Regions from separate parts of the Mus musculus genome. Here region 1 is linked to region 2. Evidence: chromatin contacts called from public HiChIP or PLAC-seq data. All regions are on one chromosome and are shown on one strand. The core of a region is the stretch at or near the end of the contact, and the rest is flanking DNA. Distances in the headings are between cores, read along the strand shown. Region 1 overlaps Mast4 (microtubule associated serine/threonine kinase family member 4). Region 2 overlaps Mast4 (microtubule associated serine/threonine kinase family member 4).

The links. HiChIP or PLAC-seq counts read pairs in DNA pulled down with a chosen protein or histone mark.
Region 1: an H3K27ac HiChIP or PLAC-seq map of heart atrium shows a contact between it and region 2, with 5 read pairs. The contact joins two enhancer-like sites. A contact is called at or near these places in 3 of 484 Hi-C or Micro-C datasets (embryonic fibroblasts, embryonic stem cells and nephron progenitors), 2 of 115 datasets of contacts at active chromatin or transcription factors (heart atrium and neural progenitor cells) and 1 of 9 other capture datasets (pancreatic islet).

Annotation. Positions count from the first base shown.
Region 1 is chr13:103,084,479-103,087,657 of GRCm38.p6, reverse strand. The region is part of intron 3 of Mast4 (microtubule associated serine/threonine kinase family member 4); the gene reads left to right. Among named protein-coding and RNA genes, the nearest start is that of Gm30050, 11 kb to the left of the region's middle. Within about 2 kb of position 1,752, at least 12 of the 459 cell types and tissues checked have an H3K27ac peak or open chromatin away from gene starts, as enhancers often do. A contact at or near this core is called in heart atrium, where this site is marked.
Region 2 is chr13:103,013,001-103,016,153 of GRCm38.p6, reverse strand. The region is part of intron 4 of Mast4 (microtubule associated serine/threonine kinase family member 4); the gene reads left to right. Among named protein-coding and RNA genes, the nearest start is that of Gm30050, 82 kb to the left of the region's middle. Within about 2 kb of position 1,428, at least 32 of the 459 cell types and tissues checked have an H3K27ac peak or open chromatin away from gene starts, as enhancers often do. A contact at or near this core is called in heart atrium, where this site is marked.

The DNA of each region.
Region 1 (3,179 bases), core at 503-3,002, 71 kb before region 2:
ACCCTGAAAATAATGTATCCAGAAGATATGTGGGTTTTTTTTTTCCGTTTTCTTTTTCTTTCATTTTGAAAATTGCTTCCAACTTTGACAACTTGCCTACAAGTCTCATTCCAATACAATTTTGAAAAGCAGAGCAAAACACCTCAGATGAGAGAGGCTGTAATGGAAAAAGCAATTCATTCTTAAATGAAGATGATGAGGCAGGCACCATATTGCCTGAAACAGTGAGTGATTTTAAAACCTAAGTGAGATTACATCAAAATCCACTGAAATTCTTGTTCCATTTGAATGGAATATCTGTAATTGAAGATAAAGGATTCACCTTAAAAAGGCACTGGATACAAGGGACCATTTTAATCAGTTTTCTGACGCTCTTTCCAATTTCTTTTGGCACCCGTGAACATGTACACAAAGCCATTAAGTCACATTGATAATACAAATACTAAACTCGTCTTTTGGAGAGGCCAATACGTGAGAATACTGGCTTTATTTTATTAGCAGTACTTGCCCAGTTTTATTTGTTGAGAACACACACATCCTCAGGGAAGCTGTAGCAACATACAGATTTTTGTCAGAAGTTCAAAATGACCGAAGAAAGTGCTAGCAGACTAATAATTCTAAAACCTTGATGCTCCAAGTTAGAAGTAGGTCTGCATGGGGGACTGGAGAGTTGGCTGAAGAGTTCAGAGCCTACTGTTCTTGTGCAGGACCCCAGTTTGGCTCCCAGCACCCACACCGGGTGGCTTACACACCTGTAACTCCGGCTCCAGGAAATCTGACTCCCACTTCTGGCCTCTATAGGTGCCTGTGCTCATTTGCACAAACCCACATCCACTTACATAGAGACGCATAACTAAAAATCAAATATGTTGTTAAGAGAAATAAGCCGGGGCTGGAGAGATGGCTCAACGGTCAAGAGCACCCGACTGTTCTTCCAGAGGTCCTGAGTTCAATTCCCAGCAACCACATGGTGGCTCACAACCATCTGTAATGGGATATGATGCCCTCTTCTGGTGTGTCCGAGGACAGCAACAGTGTACTCATGTGCATAAAATAAGTAAATAAATAAATAAAAATTTTAAAAAAGAGAGAAATAAGCCTAGATTTACTTCATCTTGTGATTTTTTAATCATATATTTTTAATGAAGCACTAATAGTTTCATAGCTTCGTATGATATATTCTCTGTTTTAGCATTACTGTGGAGATAAATTGAATAATACGATTGACACTATTTGCAGTTTTCCATTAAAACCTTACTCTTTCTATTAATGGTAAAGCTCACAATTCATTTCTTAGGGTGTACGGTAGCCTAACTGTGAGACACATTTTGGTAAGCTGAGTCATATCTGATGATGTGTGAGAGTAGATTATTTTTATTATACATCCCATCCCCCTGTAGGTAGAACTCAGTACACATTTCCTTCATGTGGCCTCATGGTCAGCAGGGGTACTTTCTCCTGGCTGGACTCTCAACTTACCTGTGTCACTTGGGTTCATCTATATGTCTCAGACAGCTGAGGTCTTGGAGCATGCTGGCTTGGGCAGCGTCACAGAGCTGTCTCTGGGGAGCCTGGCCAGAACAGCAACTGCCCATTAAGCCTGGGCCCAAGTGCCTGGAGTCAGAACTGGCCGGCTCACACTGTCTTTGTGTAAGCACTGACTTCTGCAGTCTGGGTTGCAGTGTATGATAGCAGTAGAGACTCACGCACAGGGCAGGCTTCTGTGTGGCTGAGAGCAGCGGCTGCAAGGTCACCCAGCCTCCTGTCTGGTCTGAGTGTTGCTGCCATGTATTGGCGCCAACCCCTGTAGGCACGGTGCTCCTTTGAAGCTTTGCTTTTGTTATCGGCAAGATATAGTTCTTAACTCAGAAGGGTGTTGTAAAAACAAGTGTGACGTGTGCGTGTAAATCACCTTGGCTGGTGTCAAGGACGTGAGGAGGACATCCTAAGTTCTGGAGTTGTGGCTCTGGCTGCTGCTGTATGTGCAAGCTTCCAGCGTATGTATGCCTCATGCATGGCTCCGCAGCAGGTGGCTCTGGAGCACAGCTTCCGTTTGTTGGGGGTTCTGTTTCCTCTGCTATATGGAAGCAGCCACGTTTACGCAGCTAGGAAATCATGAGGACTTAAAGCAGGCAGCTTTCTGTGCCAGCACTCTGGGCTGCTGTAACAAAACGACAGTACAGTCATTTCCCACAGGCTGATGGAGAGTCCGAAACCAAGGTGCCTACAGACTTTGTATCTACCATCTCTTTCTACTTACCTGGCTGGATGCTTAGGAGAGAGATACTCTGTCTTTCATTTCAGTCAAGACACTGGGCTCATCCTCAACACCCTACCCCATTGTCAAAGCCAGCCTTAATTATCACCCAAAGGCCCACCTATAAATATCACACTGGGAGTAAAGGCTTTGGCGTGCGAGTGCCTGGGAGGGGGAGGGGTTACACACGTTTAGACCACAGCACTAATCATGGTGTGTGAGTGGACCCTTAGTAAAATGAGGTTGATAGTGCTTACTATTCGTACATTCCCTTGTTCCTGATATATTCTCATTTCTTTATAAACTCTCATATATTCAATTCTGTTTGTTTGTATTTTAGTTCTTAGGTTCCTGCCATGAGCCAAACCTTACACCTCCTCCTCTGGGCTTCATGATGTCTAATTACCCTGTTTTTATTAAAAGGACGTACAAAGGACTAGGGAAGGCAGGAAGAACAGTACATGGCGCCACTTGGAAGGGCCCACGCAGAGACAGTTACACAGAATACCTAGCAATGGGCCTCTCTGGGCTTTCCAAAAAATTCGTGATGAAGGGAGCTCAGGAAGGGTCAAGGGGAACTGTCCTGGAGTCCATCAAGTCACCTCATCACAGCAGCCTCATCCCATGACACAAGCTAACCCGGGGGTGGGTCCCACGGTGCTCCTGTGTCCAGCTTGTCCCTTTGAACCTGCTGTATGTAGTGGCGACTGCATTGAAATGAGTTTCATTTTAGAGACATAGATTGACCAGCTTTCCTTTCTACCAGACTACTGGCCTCAGTCTTCATATTTTCATGTTCCTTTCTTGTCTGCTACTTTGGTGCATGTGTGCTTGTGTGCGAGCATGCCTCGTGTGTGTGTATGTGTGTGTGTGTGTGTGTGTGTGTGTTTGTGTTTCCTGGCCATAGAAGCTGTGCCCGCAC
Region 2 (3,153 bases), core at 179-2,678:
ATTAGCCCCAAACCTAGGATACCCAAGATATAAGATATAATTTGCTAAACACATGAAACTCAAGGAGAATGAAGACTGAAGTGTGGACACTATGCCCCTCCTTAGATTTGTAATTTAATTTATATGTAGCTGTTGGGTTAGCCAAAAATCTACCAAGTAGGTAGCAGAAGTAATCCTTTCCTCCTCCTCCCTCTCCCCTCCTCCTCCTCCTCCCTCTCCCCTCCTCCTCCTCCTCCTCCTCCTCCCCCTCCCCCCTCCTCCTCCTCCTCCTCCCCCTCCCCCTCCTCCTCTTCCTCCTCCTCTTTTTCCCTCTTCCTCCTCCTCCTCCTCCTCCTCTTCAAAAGCCTTATTTTATTTTTTATGTGTATGAGTGTTTTGCCTATATGCCTGTGTATATGCCCGTGTCTGGTGCCCATGGAGGACAGAAGAGGGCATCAGATTCCCTGGGACAGGAGTTCCAGGTGGTTGTGGACCTCTGTGTGGGTGCCAGGAACTGATCTCAGGTCTTTCCTAAGAACACAAGTGCTCTTCACCAACTCTCCAGCCCTGAGGAAGTACTCCTAAAGCCACATCATTTTAGTAAGCATTTTCTGAGAGCCTGTTTTGTTAGATTTCTGAGAGCAGGCCGAGAGACTCGTGGATTTGGGTAGGACTTATACTGTACTTGCATTGGTCAACCTGGATAACCAGAGGCTTCTGTCTGTATAATGGAGACAGACACACTGCCATTATTGTCACCAGAATGTGGGAGCCCCAGTGCTTAGTGGCTCCTTTCCCGGAATAATCAGTTCCTCCACAGGACATTTTGAGGTCACTTCTTTGAACTGTGGTGTGAGACAGATAAGTGTTGAGAAAAATGGAAACATTGAGTCATAGGATCCAAAGCTGGGGAAATCTCTGAGAGAAACTTTATTTAAACTTGCTTTTTTTTTGATCAGTGATGAACTAACAATGTAGAAGGTCAGGGGCCTGTTGGGCTCAACCAGTAAAATTGATTCTGAAACATGAGCAGAATTTGGGGTACCCAACTACCAAGGACTGCGGTGTGATCTTTTGATCTTGAGGCCAGCATGCTTGAGTCTTAGCCAGACCATAGATATTTGTTCTGTATGTATAAAGCTTGACATCTAACTCCACTCTGTGGACCAAGCAATGGGTAAGCTTCACAGCACGCCCCCTTCACCCATTTGGAATATTCCGGAGTGTCAGACAAGTTCTTAAAAGTTTCCACTTCCTCCTGCAGCTGAGGGAAAGCATCCAGCATCCACCAGGAACAAAGTGTACCCCAGACTGATAGCGAGGTCAGCGCTAGCTGCCCCAGTCGGGGATCTAGTGTCCAGCTGTGGTAACTGGCAGCCCCTGTATATAGTCATCATCTCACTAGACATGTGAGCAGTCCTCTGAATTCACTATTGTTCTCCTTTACCCCATTGTGTAGAAGCAAATTAGGCCCTTGGATGCACAGGCAGGAGCCAGGGAGAAGCGGGCTTCCCTCATGACTGTGAGTGTCTCTTGAGGAGGCTTCAAATCCTTGTTCCTTATTCTCTGTGATGGCCAGGGAAAATCAAGTACTTTGGGGGTTTCTTTCTCTTCTTTTGTGTAGTCTCCTCTGAGATTTGGCTGGGATTTTTTTTTTTCATAAGTCTATACCTACTTTGTCTTTTAACCTATTGTTATGCAAAGTCACTTCTTCTGGGTGAAACTGAGGCCATTCTTGTACTTACACACTAGAATGTAAGGCATGCCCACGGAGCCCTTATTACTCCACACTCCTTCCTAGAGGCCCTCCAGGCCTGGATTCCCCTCCCACAACATTTTCCCAGAGAACATTTTCTATCATTAGGAAATTCTGCACAGATAGGCATAACATAAGTGAGAAGAAAAGGTTTGATCTACCATATAAATTTGATTACCATATAGATATAAATAGATAGCATCTCACATAGGAAGTATTTTTTTAATATCTTAGAATGAAAAGTCTTTATGTGTATCTGTGAGTGCATGCATTTTTATACATGGGATACTGGGTGTGTGTGTGTGAGAGAGAGAGAGACAGAGAGACAGAGACAGAGACTGAGAGACAGAGAGACAAAGACAGAGACAGAGAGACAGACAGAGACAGAGAGACAGAGAGAGACAGAGAGAGACAGAGAGAACATGTATATATAGACCAGAGATACATGGAAAGCTTTTTTCTCTCAGACTTTTCCTTATTTTTTGAGACAAGATTCTCTTATTGAAAATGGAACACATAGAGATCTCTGGGCTGGCTAGTCAGCAAGGCCCTCAGATCCACTAACCAGTGCTGGGAATACAGGTGCCCAATACTGCTTTAGGCTTTTATGTGAGTGCTGGTGACATGAACTCAAGTTTCTATGCTTACAGAGCAAGCTCTTTACCAGCTGAGCTGGTATGCCTCCAGTCCCTAGGTTGGAAATTCTAGTAATAAATTTAGATGTGTGTATAGAATTTAGGGAAATGTTTTTTGAAATGCCTGTAACATAGTAATATAGTATTTGAGTATCTCGTAGTTACTTTCATGGAAATATTCTTGCTTTTTTAAAACACATATGCACACACACACACACACACACACACACAAAGAGAGAGAGAGAGAGAGAGAGAGAGAGAGAGAGAGAGATGCACACCAAACCAAACCTGTTATGTTAAACTGTTAAACTCTGGGGATTGCTCAGTTGGTAGACCAGTTGGCTGACAGCATTGTCTCTGTCCAGTCTCCAGCACCATACAACCTCAATCCTTAGGAAGATGGAGACAAGAGGATAGGATGTCCTCTGTCATCCTTTGCTGAGTTCATGGACAGCCAGGGCTGTGTAAAACCCTGCCTAAGAAAAGAAGAAGGAAAAAAAATGTAGGATGTCCTTTGTACCCATATTGCACAGGGAGAACCGATTACTAACCTTCAGTGTGTCAGAGAGATCCATAGCATTAGCTTTGCTGAGACACCCAGTGCTGAGTCCCAGCTCCCTTACACATGGATTTCCATGGTGGCAGCCTTTAGTGGTGGATACATTTTTAATGAGACAAGTCAGCGTAGAGGCAGGGGTTAGCATTGAGATTTATTTATTTTTTGTTATTTTTATTTTTTTTAAAGATTTATTTATTGTTATATGTAAGTACATTGTAGCTGTC